2 separate regions of the Sus scrofa genome follow, and region 1 is linked to region 2. A link is a contact called in public promoter capture Hi-C data. All regions are on one chromosome and are shown on one strand. The core of a region is the stretch at or near the end of the contact, and the rest is flanking DNA. Distances in the headings are between cores, read along the strand shown. Region 1 overlaps LOC110255546 (a long non-coding RNA gene). Region 2 holds the start of LOC102160111.

Region 1 (6,728 bases), core at 1,457-3,956, 240 kb after region 2:
TCAGTCTTACACAAGGCTTCCTTCTTCCCTGGTAGTGAAGAAGTAAGTTCTGTTTCCTGTACAATTAATATCCACAGTTAGGAGAGCAGCAGTAGTTGTCATGAAGCTATATGAGAATTGACAGTAAATACAAGTGTTTAATCATTTCAAAACAAATGTCGGTAATAATCCTGTGTCCATAACAGTAGTTAACTTTTCTAACATTCATCCTAAGTGCGGCACTGTGTTAAGAGAGGTAGAGAATATCATTTCCCCTATTTTACAGGAAAGGAAAGGAAAGTTTAGGACAAATTAGGCTCTTGCGAGGGTCTCACAGCTAGTAAATGAGTGTGAACACAAGTCTTACTGATTACAAAGCCCAGGGTCTTACCTGGTATGTTTCCCTGCCTCTTTCTGGGTCATTTAATAAGCACTTCATTTTACATAATGAAATGATGACTCAAACAAGACCAGTGCCTTTATATTTCAAGTCTGGGTTGGCATTAGGGATTTAAGGACGGAAGCACAGAGAATTCACTCACTCTACCCCTTCCTGGAACTCCCTAGTACCCAGTTACTCTTCATCCTCTCAAGGAAGTTTGATAAGGGCAACGCTTGAGACAAAGAGGAGATTGTGAGTCAGAAGCAAGATTTTCACCAGATGAGGAAGGACAACTTGAGATTCATGCATGACGAAGCGTGGAGGGCTGGGCAGCCATGTGGTGTGAGTTCCAGGGAGCAGTGACCAGGTGGCTGGGTGAGTAATGGCCTGAAAGGATCTTGGATGATGAGTGGTACATGGGCTGTGAGAGGACACAAGCTTAGTGAGTGTATGTTCAAAGAATGGCAGTGCAGGTGGTTCATGGCAGTCGATGTGAACATAGGGTAGCACCGGGAGCCTTTGCAGAGAGTGGCCTTCACAGCTTTGAACTCCATGCGTGATACCAGTAAAGATTTAAAGAGTTCCTGTCATGGCGCGTGGCTCAGTAGTATCCATGAGGATGCAAGTTTGATCCCGGCCTCACTCAGTGGTTTAAGGATCTGGTGTTGCCATGAGCTGTGGTGTAGGTTGCAATGCCAGATCCACAGCTCGGATCTGGCATTACTGTGGCTATGGCTGTGGCTGGCAGCTATAGCTCTGATTGGTCTCCTAGCCTGGGAACCTCCATATGCCTTGACTTTGCCAAATTTATTGATGAGCTCTAACAGTTTTCTGGTAGCGTCTTTGCTATGCCTAGGGTTTTCTAGGCATAGCCTAAGTCTTAATAATGAGCTGGTCACTGAATTCCTCTGTACCTTGGAATCCTGTTTTTTTCTTTTTTCTTTTTTACTGCCTCACCTGCAGCATATGAAGTTCCAAGGCCAGGGGTTGAACTAGAGCTGTAGTTGAGGCCTACACCACAGCCCCGGCAGCACTGAGTGAGGCCAGGGATTGAACCCACATACTCGTGGAGACAACACTGGGTCCTTAACCCACTGAGCCACAGCACCACCTTGGAGTCTTTTGTACTTCTTTGGGATAACAAAACTGTTGAGCCTCCATCGCTCACAAAGTTGTTTTGAGAACCAGAGACGATGGTAAAGCATTTTGCAAACAAGCATGTTAGCCGTCGTTATTCTTATTCTTAATCTTGACTACTGTACAAGTGGATCAGACAGCAGTAAGTGAAGTTAATTGTGGTCCCTGCTCACAAGGAGCTCATTTTCTGTGCAGGGGCGTAGAGGGGCGTGTAGAGGAGACCAGGAGGACACGAGGACTTGATGAGTGTGGAAACGCCCAGCGCAGGGGCAGGAAACGCAGAGGGTTCTATGACTGCATGTCTCCCACACCCGCATTCCTGACCTCTCTTAACTCAGCTCTGTATTTTCATAACCTTTATCCCCTGATAATGTCATGAAATAAATATCGTGTTTATAGTCTCTGCCTCCCCTAGAATGCAAACTGTCTGGGCAAGGATTTCTGCCCATGCTCCCAAATGGACACATAAAAACTGTCCCTGGCACAGAGAGGAGCTTAGTAAGTATTTACTAAATGAAAGGTGTCTTAAACGCCAATTCAGGGAGTTACCACGAAATGAAACATCCTCGGTTTCTGAATTGTCTCTGGCAGCAGAGGTGGACGTCAGCCTTGCCCTTCCAGGCCTGGCTCGATCCTGTGTCTCCCACAGAGCAGGCCCTGTCGCTCTGCACCCATCTGGGATGCTTTCTCAGCTCTGACTGGCTGGATGGTGGTTAAGGCCCTCTGCACTCTTACAGATACGCCTGTGTCTAATGTGCCATCACATGGCATTTTCTTCTTCGCCTAGGAGGAAACCTTGAACTCCAGATAAGAATAATCAGTCCTTCCAACGTAACTGCGCATGCCTAGCTGTCAGCCCCACCAGCGTGGACACGTGACTGAAGAACGCATCAGCCCAGCTGCCTGTAAGGGAAGGGACTTCTGCATTCTTTTTTAAGCACAGGACTGCCCTCTTGAATTTTAGTTACGCATTATTTATAACATGAAAACAAATGGCATTTTGTTCCCCCGAGAAGTGACTCAAGCTAAAAATCAAACTTTTAAAAATGTTTTAAAATGTTCATAAATTACACATAATAGGTTTCATCGTGAGTTGCTTACTCACTTGGGAGGTTTGCTTCCTGGAATTTTTTGTTTTTTTCCGTTTTAGGGCCACACCCATAGCTTATGGAAGTTCCCAGGCTAGGGGTCAAATCTTGAGTCAGCGCTGCCGCTGCCGGCCTACACCACAGCCACAGCAACACTAGATCTGAGCCGTGTCTGCAACGTACACCACAGCTCACGGCAGTGCCGGATCCTCAACCCACTGAGCAAGGCCGGGCATCACACCCAAGTCCTCAGGGGTACTAGTTGAGCTCTTAACCTGCTGAGCCACCACGGGAACGCCTCTCGACCTTGAAAATTGAGTAGGACCGTGACCTTTCCCACGGCCACTTCCCTGGCCGCCCTCTGTCCGAGAGAGGATGCTCCTGCCACGGACACGACACTTTGAGAGGAGGGAGGAAAACAGCAGGCAGGTTTTCAGGGCTGAGATGCATGAAGAAATGGTATGTGATCTGAGGTTGCTTAGATTAGACAAGATGACCGTTTCTGAAGAAATAACTTTTTATGAAATGGTTATCGAATCTTAATTACGCTTGAGGATTACTCATGAGCGTGTGCTCCTAAACTATGTGGGTGAAACAAATCAATAGTTAGACTTGGGAATTTGACCGTCCCGCTGATGAGCCCAGGATAGTCCACGGGGACAGGGAATGAAGTCGTCGGGGGCGGGGAGGGGCATTGGGTCTACGAGGGGGGAAGGATCAGGTGTCCCAGAGCCTGTTAACTGCAGACTGGTTCAGAAATAGGAAATTAGAAGTCCTAACTACTTTAATTCAGCCTCAGTTTTTTTAAAGCCTACCATTTTTAAAAATCAACTCATAAATAATAGTGTTACTAAATGAGGAACTTTAAGGGGAAAAGCCTCTGACACAGTAAAGCATCAGACTACTTGCATTTTCTCTTTGTAACCAAGAAGGGCAAAGTGCATTTTCATACCAAGCAGGTTACAGAGGACCTCAGCGAGGACAGACAATGATTTAACCTAACTTTAAGTATCTCCTAATTATTTATGTGTTCCTGACTAGATTGTTTGCAAGAAGTTCTGTGATATTCTGCTTTTTATTTTATTTATTTATTTATTTGTTGTCTTTTTTAGGGCCACACCTGCGGCATATGGAGACTCCCAGGCTAGGGGTCTAATCAGAGCTTCGGCTGCCAGCCACGCCAAAGCCACAGCAACTCGGGACCCAAGCCGCGTCTGTGACCTACACCACAGCTCACAGTGACACCGGATCCTTAACCCACTGAGCGAGGCCAGGGATCAAACCCGCAGCCTCATGGTTCCTAGGCAGATTCCTTAACCACTGAGCCATGACAGAAACTCCTGTGATATTATGCTTTTTAAAAAGCTTTTATTGGCATCCTTTCTGACGTATCAAAACCTGAGCTTCTGTAACGCTTCTTTAGGAGACTGAATGTGCTGAGAAGGTTTGCTCTAGAAAACCATTCATTTGAAGTGAAAAACCGTTTCTCATGGGTATAGAGTTGGCTGCCCAAGCGTATTGATCGCATTAACTCTGACCTCACTGATTTTGCTATAATTAAATCAACTGTTAGAAAATCTGTGTACATTCTCTTGCCAGGCAAAATGTTTATTTAGTAAAAGGTGTTTATAAAGGATTTATGATTATTTTTTAATTCCCAAAGTCTCAGTTCTTCCACACTGGCAGCCTGGAGATGTGTGCCAGTGGAAGACACTCTCAGACCTCTAAGATAGTATATGTACGTAGAGGTCAGAGGCTGAGGCCTCACAGCAAAACTGGAATACCAGCTGTCTCATCGACACTTCTGGAAAAACCCCCTGATCTGCTTATCTTTTCTTCTGTAAAACTCGAGTCCTTAAAACATTTTTAAAAAAGTGTTCTTAGTGTCATATATATTTATTTTAATGTAAATACGTCTCTGTCCTTAATGTGTGTCAAGTGTCTTTATAAGAATGACTTCATCTGTTTATGTCAGTTTTTGTTTTTGTTTGGTTTTTAGGCTTTTGGTCTTTTTTTTTTTTTTTTTTTTTTTTTAATGCCTTCTTTTATTTTCCTTTGGCTTCCAAGAAGGGGCAACTACAATTTTGAACATTTCCTAGGAGAATATGGGTGTCCTAACCCTTTTTTTGTGCTTTAGAATTACCCAAGAGGATACAGTGGTGCATAAAATAAGGAGACTCTTACCAGAGAACCCGGCAGCCAAACAAGGTAGTTGAGCGCATGGAAAATATAACCTGCAGGGGTTTTTGTTAAATTCAGGTTTAGTTAATTTTCAATATTGTGTTAATTTCTGCTGTACAGCAGCGTGATTTATACATATGTATGCAGACATATACATACGAATGTACACATTTGTATATTTTATATACACAAGCACACCCATAGATATATGTACACTTTTTTGTAATTTTTTCCATGACGGTTTATTACAAGATGCTGACTAGTTGCCTGTGCTCTCGGAGGACCTTGTTTATCCATATTCTATATCCAACAGTTTGCATCTGCGAATCCCAAGCTCCCAATCCTTCGCTGCCCGCCTCGCCTTTGGCAACCACAATTCTGTTCTCTACATCTGTGCGTCTGTTTCTGTTCTACAGCTAAGTTCATTTGTGACCTATTTTAGATTCCATATGTAAGTGATCTTCAGCTTCCTCCTGGGGTGCGTCAGCAGCAACCCGGGTCTTGAGGCTGGAGGGCGGAAGGAAGGGAGAGTGCAGGCCGTCCCTTCCTGTCTCTGGTGCGTCTGGCAGCATCTGCTTTGGGGACGTCCCCAGGTCCCCCAGCCCAGTGGACTTCTCAGCTGGCCTCCACCCACGTGACTGGGGTTTGATGTGCAGTTCCGTTTTCAGTGGCTTCTTTCCTGATGGCAAACCTCCGCTCAGACCCAGACCCGGTCAGTGTCGCCTCAGCCTCTGGCTCCCTGAGCTGGGCCAGCCTGCAGCCCGTGAAGACTGCGTCTGATCCCTCAGACCCAGGGCCAGGCTGAGCATGCCACGGGTCCCCTCACTCTATGCCGTGGGGCGCTGGTCCTGATCGCACCCCTCCCACGAAAGTGTGCCTGCGGGGTCCCGCGTGGTAAAGCAGAGGGAACGCAGACCCTGGGCAGTTACCAGCGAGAGAAGGGCTGGTCCTCCTGCGCGGGCTGCCTCTGCAGGGCCCCCACTGGCGGCAGCCCCTCCACCCTCTCCCGCTGGAAGCCATCCGGGAGCCCGCCCGCCGCCCCGCCTCTAGGGCGGGGCTCAGGTGGATGATTCTGGATGACGTTCTCCGTTACAGATGCTGAGGCCTCGCCAAGGCTCCCGGGTGGGTCTGTGCTGCCCTCTGCTGGCTGTGGGAGGCAGGGCACGTCGCAGCCCTGGGCTCTGCCATCTGCGGGGAGAAAGAGCCCTCCCCGCCCACCCGTGAGGGCCCGCGCCAGGGCTGGAGGGCGCACACACGCGGGGAGCACCCGCTGAACTCTTGTTGTGATGGCGCAGAAGTACCAGGGAGATCCCTGTAGACCCAGGTCCCTGTCAGATGTGAGTTTTTTTCCGGGTGCAGCAGGAAGTCAGCTCAACAACTGTCGCAGGACCCTAAGGAAGGTAGTAAGTACCCTCCTGTTTTGTTTTATAGACGGTAGGTCAGTCCACAGGGGTCTTGAAGGAGCGGGGATTTAGTGGTGAACCAAGGGCTTCAGAGTCGCGGCAGATATTATTTCTCCAACACAACTTCCTTAACTGGCCTCTCTCTCTCTCTCTTTTTTTTTCCCTTCTTAGGGCTGCACATCCTGCATATGGAAGTTTCCAGGCTAGAGTTCCAATAGGAGCTGCAGCTGCCAGCTTCTCCAGAGCCGCACTGGATCCAAGCGAGGCAACACTGGATCCGAGACACATCTGTGACCTGCCCTACTGCCTGCAGCAACACTGGATCCTTAACCCACTGCGTGAGGCCTGCAAACCTCATGGATACTAGTTGAGTTCTTAACCCACTGAGCCACAACGGGAACTCCCTTACCTGGCATCTCTTAATCCCAAGTTAATGCAGCCCCAACTCACCCGGAATATCTTTCTCTCATTTGGGTTCCTGCTGAGTCTCCTTCTCAGTGTAACAGCAAGAAACCGCAACCCCCAAACAAGCTACCAGTGCTGGGAACACGGAGACGT
Region 2 (6,157 bases), core at 3,300-5,799:
ATCCTTGGGGCGCTGTCCTGAGCAGAACCCTGAGAAAGGAGTCATTTCCCAGGTACAGCAGAAGCAAGCAGACTCTTCCCCCAAAGCCAAGTTCTCTGGCCCAATTACGTGGGCAAGTTATTCAACCTTTGCGAGCCCCAGTTTCCCCATCTCTGAAGGGGAGAAAGTGCCCAGGGTTTTGGTTAAGACTGAATGAATAAACCTTAAGTGTTCAGACTTGAGCCCAGCAGAGAAGACAGTGCATGATACATGCTGGCTGCTCGGGGACGGTGGGGGGCTGAGGCGGCTGGGTGAGCGAGCTCAAGGGACAAGAGGGAAGCTGCCTATCTCTTGCTACCTGTGCCAAAGGCACCGTGCACCCCAGGTGTGGGCACGCACCGTGGACTCTGCCTATCAGGGGTTTTCATTTCCTAGGGCCGCCATAACAAGGGACAACAATTAGGTGGCTTAAAACATCAGAAATTGGAGTTCCTGTTGGGGCTCAGTGGGTTAGGGGCTCAACATAGTGTCCTTGAGGATTTGGATCTGATCTCTGGCCTCACTCAGTGGGTTTAAGGATCCTGCGTGGCCGCAAGCTGCTGTATAGATTGCAGACGCAGCCCGGGTCTGGTATCACTGCAGCTGTGGCTGCGGCCAGCAACTGCAGCTCCCATTTGACCCCTAGCCCAGGAACGTCCATATGCCACAGGTGCAGCCGTAAAAAAAACAAAAAGACAAACAAAAACACCCAGAAATTTATTATCTCACTGTATGGAGGCCAGAAGTCCAAAATCAAGGTGCTGCGGGGCCACCCATGCTCCCGAGTCTCCAAGACAGGATCCTTCCCTTCTTCCAGCATCTGGAGGCCCCGGTGCTCCCTGGCTTGTGGCAACCTCCTTCCAAACCCTGCCCCCATCAGGACACGGCCTTCCTCCCTCTTTCTCTCTGGGTTTAAATCTTCCTCTTCATATCAGGACACCAGTCACACTGGGTCAGGGCCCACTCTGCTCCAGTCCGACCTCATCTTAACCTGTCTGCAAGACTCTGCAAAAAAGTCACCTTTGCAAGTCCCAGGGGACACAGTCAACCCAGAACGCCGGGTCTCTACCCTGGACGGGGTGTATCTGGCGGGGAGGTTCGGTACACACGTGTGTCTGGGTGTGTCATCACGCAGGTCTGTGCAGGGCCCACCGGCATGGTGCATGTGCGCTCACACCTCCAGGCCCCGGCCGTGTGGACCTGTGCATTGGGTTCCATGGTCCCGTCTCGGGTTTAAATCCAGCACGGCAGCGTCAGTCTTTACGAATGGGCTTGTTTTCTCCCCCGCTCCCCACAGGCCCCTGTGCTCATAAACAAAAGGTTTTAGGTGACTTTCCAATAGTAAAATGAGTTATTTCCTGACTGACTTATTTCCTCCTCTAACTGTACACGGACCGCCCCCCTCGACTTACGGAGGAAGAAAGACAAAAGGCCAGGACTCAGGCTGACCGTGGGCGCCTGTACACACTTTCACAAGGAGCGGATGGGGCGTGGTTTTCAGAGCAAACGCCGAGGGCCCCTGGGGTCTTCTTGACGGAGATAAACACCTGCAACCATCCCCAGCCCACCTCACACCATCAGGGCTTCCTACTCTAGAACTGCGTATATATTTTAAGGTGCAAACATTAACACCGATATCTCAGTTTTTTAAGATAAAAATACCAATAATAATTCACCACTGCCACCGCCACCCCCAGTTACCCTAAGGCTGCTGCTAGTTTCTCCATTAGCAAGTGGGAACAGGGGGCGGGGTAAGGCGGTGGAGAGCACCGCCTGCCCTCCTTCTGTCCCCCCAAGAAATGGAGGTTCAGCTGTGGCGATCGCCCCGCCTGGTCTAAAAGCAACTGGACAGACAGCCTAAGCAGCAGATTCTCACCGCCTCTTTTCAGAGACATACAGTTTACGAAAGTGGGCAGAAAGTTCGAGACCAGATTCCCACCTCCTCCTTGGACAGGAGGGAAGACGGAGGGCTGGGAAGGAATTTGGCCTTGCCTAAGCTCAGCGTCCAGGCTCTCCTGCCTCCCCCTCTCCATCTCGTTACTCTCGAGGGTGGGACAGAAGAAAGGGGTGGTAGAGGGAAGAGTCCCCGATCCAGGGAAGGCACGAAAGAGAGCCACAGGAGAGCATCTCGGAAGGCACAGAAACCCCCTCTCCAGCTGACGGTTCCTCTGCAGCCCCGACTTCCCTCCCAGGGAGTCCAAGGTGTGCACCGCCTGCCCCAGCCCCCTCCGGCTGATCTGCTTAACCCAGAGACACTATTTCTCCCGCGCTTTGATCCTGCAGGCGCCGGCAGTTTTTTGTTCTATTATTCACTGCTGCACTGTCTCTCCCTTATTACAGACTGTGGCCGGCCTGCCCACTGCCTCCCCAAGGCCACTGGCTCATGTCCATCAGTAACTCAGTAACAGTGACTGCGTCTGAGATGCCTTTGGGGAGAGGGGTTTGCACCACTTCCGAATCAGAGTTTTCTATAAACCTGCTTCTGGGAAGAGAGTAGGAGAGGAAGACAATATAGGCATAAAAATTACAGACGTGACTGCAAAGAGGCTAAGAGGCATGTCTCCTCCGCCCAGCTGACTGCGCAGGGTTTGGAGGCAAAAGCTCTTGCGTGCGTGTCCCCCAGAGCAGCCAGGACGCAATCAGACATCAGTCACTAGCACGTATTTAACGAGGGAATGCGGGACGGAGCGTCTCCTCCCAAGCCTCAAGCCCATTTCCTTCAAAGACAAGGGAAACAGCACAGAGTCTCGTGGCACTTCTACCTATCTATACAGCACGGGGGAATAAATTCGTTTACCCACAGTCCACACACACACACACACACACACACACACACACACACACCAGAGAATGTAAGACCTATGCAGGCATAGGCTGTATCCCCAACACCGAGCACAGTGCCCAGCACATAGTAGGTCCTCAACTAATGTGTGCAATAAATGAATGGACTGGGTCTCCCGAGCCCTGGGGTTTCACTGCAGCTCAGCCACCAGCTTGCTGAGTCACACGGGCCAGTCCCTTCCCCTCTCTGGGTCTCAATTTGTCCCTCTGGGTCTGGAGGGCTTTGGGCCAGATTTCCAGGGAGGTCACCCAGTCTAGACATTTCTTGAAGAAGATCACCAGTGTCCCCATACAGAGTCACCCTGTGAGCCTTCCAGGCCCCTGTTCTGCCCCTGGCATCTTCCTCCACAGGAAATCTCCATGGGCACCTCCATCACCAGGTGCTTGGAGGACCTGGGAGAAGTGGGTATGAAGGGGTGATATAGTCCAACACCGTTATCTACGGCCGGGGCGAATGTTCGGCGACTAAAGAAATGCCCTCGGATGGAATGCACGGCTTCGGCAACAGGGGCAAAACTTTCTTAAGTTCGTACCTTCATCCCTTTGTTTTTTCCTTTTTGGCCACACCCACCATATGTGGAAGTTCCCAGGCCAAGCAGCCCCAGCAGTGAAAACGCCTGATCCTTAACCTGCTGAGCCACCAGGGGTGTCCCCATACCTTCATTCCTGAAGTTGCTCTCCTCCCACCAAAATTCCAGGCACTGGAAGCCCCTGTGGTGACACTGGATGGTATCCATCAACAGAGCGGAGCCAGCAGCTGGGAGAGCCTGAGAAACAGGGGAAGCCCTAAAGAAGCCGTTTGCCAGCAGGCAGCCCTAGAAATACAGGTGGAGCGGAACAGGGGCAGAGGCCAGGGTCGCCTTTGATGGATACATCTTTAAATCTCCAAGGAGAGAAAACCCACCCCAAACTGACTGCTCCAGACAAGCAGAGGGTGGGGCCACAGAAGACTCTGAACAACTCAGAGTCGGGAATTAGGGGAGGACGGGGCCTGCCCAGGAGAGCAACTGTATGCAGAGAAGTGTATGCAGTGTGGCTCCCTCTGTGGACTAAGGCACAGGAGTCTCCTTCTCCTGGGGGCGTTCACCCTCCTCAGCTAAGCCTTCGCTGCTGGGCCCCCTTCAGACATTGTTCTGACTGGGTGGGTCCCCACCTCGCCTCTCTGGAACTGTTACTAGTCCATGTCTTTGTTGGGCTGGCAAAGGGGTAGCGGGTATCCCCCAGTTTACTGGCCCGGGAGGTGGAATTTGTAGGCTGGCCAGGGTAGCTCTTAATTCCTTCATTCTAAGTCTTGATCCAAACACTGCAACACCCCCACCGCCTACGCCGCCGCCTCCTGCCCGCAGCCGCAGCGCTGTTTTGCCAGGAGCGCCTAACTCAAGGTCAGCGAGCCCTCAAGGCCAGGAGGAGGGGAGGAGGGGGTGGTGGTTCCCAGCACTGCTGTCACCTGACCCTTCCTTTGCAGGCTGCTGACTCCCAAACAATACGGTCCACGCCGGTTTGCAGAGTACCTTCCGTCTAGTTTTCCAGGAATCCATTCCCACCAAACAAACACGCGGGTTCCCGTGGCCCTGCGCGGACCTGGAAAAACACCGCTCTTGGCTGGGCTCCCAGCGGGCCGCTTGCGGTCTGCTCCGGCCAGCGCGGCCCAGGCTGGATGGACGAGGCCCTGCCATGGCGCCCAACTTCCACTAGAGGGAGGCCTCGGGCCGCACAACGTGCCACCGCGCCCGGCTCGCCCGCGCCTGCGCGGAGCAGCGGCTGCCCCCGACCCGGCGCGCGCCTCGCGCTTCCGGCGGCCGGGATGGCCAGGGTGCCTGTGGGCCGCGTGTCCTGAGCGCAGGTCCTTCGGTCCTGGGAGGGAGCCGTGGGCGGATTTCAGCCCTCCGGGCCGGTCAGTCTTGCTCCGAGACCCTGGAGATGCGATAAGCGGCAGGAGCTGGTGTCGCGCCGCGAGTTTGGGAAGAATCCCCGGCGGCTGGGAGGCCGGACGGCCGCCCTGCCTTAAACCCAGGGCCGATTTCTTCGGGCCTCAGCGGCCCGCCTCGCACTTTCCGGCCGCCCCGGCAGCCCCTCCTCCGGTCCACTGTTTGGCCATCTATCTGGCTCCTCGCCAAGCAGGGTGGCCTTGAGGCCTTATGTTCAGAAGTCGCACCGACCTGGAGGCCCGGGTGCGCGGAAGGGGCACTGCAACGACCAGTTTACAAAGAGCCCCAGGACCAGAGGACCGGACTGCTCTTACTGTAAGCTTCACGGTCAGAGCAGGAAACGACCTCAGAGCTCAGCCAGGCTCGGATGAGATAACTGGAAAAGTACATGGTCCAAGGTCACAGAGTTTGCTGGCGAGGAGCAAATCCAACCGCTCCAGTCCCGACTTGGACCCTCCGCCCCAGCTCTTGGGAGAATCGGGGCTCCTTACAAGGGCCGCAGGCATCGTCTGCCCCTGCTTAGCTCCACACACCCCACCCTCTTCTCCGGCTCATCTTGATCTCTAGGCTTTGCTAAATGCCATGAGCCCAGCCTCCCGCAGCCCCTGCCTCTGCGGCCGCGGCGGCAGCAGCAGCAGCAGGCTCACTGCGACTTGTCAAGTCCTCAGTTCACACACCATTTCCTCTGGAAAGCTTTCCAGCCTTTCCCCGCGCCCCTCCCAGGGAGCGCTCTCCAACAGGGCGTTCTGGGAATCCCATGCAGAATCCCATGCAGAACCATCCCAGCGTCCCCTTCTCCCCGAAGACTTCCAAAGGCCTCACCAGCCTCTAGGCCAGCCCTGAGCTCACCATGGGGATTCCGTGGACAGGTGATGAATGAGTGAATGGGTCAGAGCCAGCCTATCTCGGCCCCCAGTTTCTGGGCCTGGGTACTTCCCACTCTGTTGCCCACTGGCCCTTTACCTCTGGTAACTGAAGTGAGATTTATGGCATGGAAGCACCCAGGCTATATGGCAAAGGTGGGGAAACCAAGTCAGAATGAGAGCCAGTTCTTGGAAGACTGTTAGATCCTTGCTTCTGCAGCCAAGGGAGTAATTTTCCAACGCTGCGTTTTCCCTGTCACTGCACTCTGCGTGGGAATTTCTAACTTAACGGTATTCTTGTCATTTCCCTCGGCGAAATGGCCTCACGAAGATTTCAAACTATGGGCCTAGGATTTGACAGAGGGCTTCGAGGGGCTTCATGTGGCCACTTCAATCAAAGCAGCACCATTTTCCTTTTCTTTTCTTTTTTTATTTTCCAGGTAGTTCTTGTGAAAAAGAAAAGGAGCCAATGTTTCCATTAATGCTTCAAGAATGTTCAGAACTCGA

The links. Promoter capture Hi-C pulls out the DNA fragments that hold promoters and counts their contacts.
Region 1: a promoter capture Hi-C map of fetal liver shows a contact between it and region 2, with 3 times the contacts expected there. The contact joins the enhancer-like site here to the promoter of LOC102160111 in region 2. A contact is called at or near these places in 2 of 5 promoter capture datasets (fetal liver and liver), 16 of 47 Hi-C or Micro-C datasets (alveolar macrophages, blood, embryonic fibroblasts and 10 more) and 2 of 2 datasets of contacts at active chromatin or transcription factors (alveolar macrophages and skeletal muscle).

Annotation. Positions count from the first base shown.
Region 1 is chr9:135,091,790-135,098,517 of Sscrofa11.1, forward strand. It overlaps LOC110255546 (a long non-coding RNA gene), which reads left to right. Exons shown (of 3, transcript XR_002336089.1): 3 at 2,286-2,746. Among named protein-coding and RNA genes, the nearest start is that of CD46, 16 kb to the left of the region's middle. Within about 2 kb of position 2,707, at least 33 of the 83 cell types and tissues checked have an H3K27ac peak or open chromatin away from gene starts, as enhancers often do. A contact at or near this core is called in alveolar macrophages, fetal liver, liver and 5 more, where this site is marked.
Region 2 is chr9:134,854,868-134,861,024 of Sscrofa11.1, forward strand. It overlaps LOC102160111, which reads right to left and starts at 4,550. Exons shown (of 4, transcript XM_013989671.2): 1 at 4,371-4,550; 2 at 3,518-3,626. The coding sequence starts at 4,535. LOC102160321 (a long non-coding RNA gene) reads left to right here and starts at 4,641. Exons shown (of 3, transcript XR_001304238.2): 1 at 4,641-5,102; 2 at 6,091-6,157.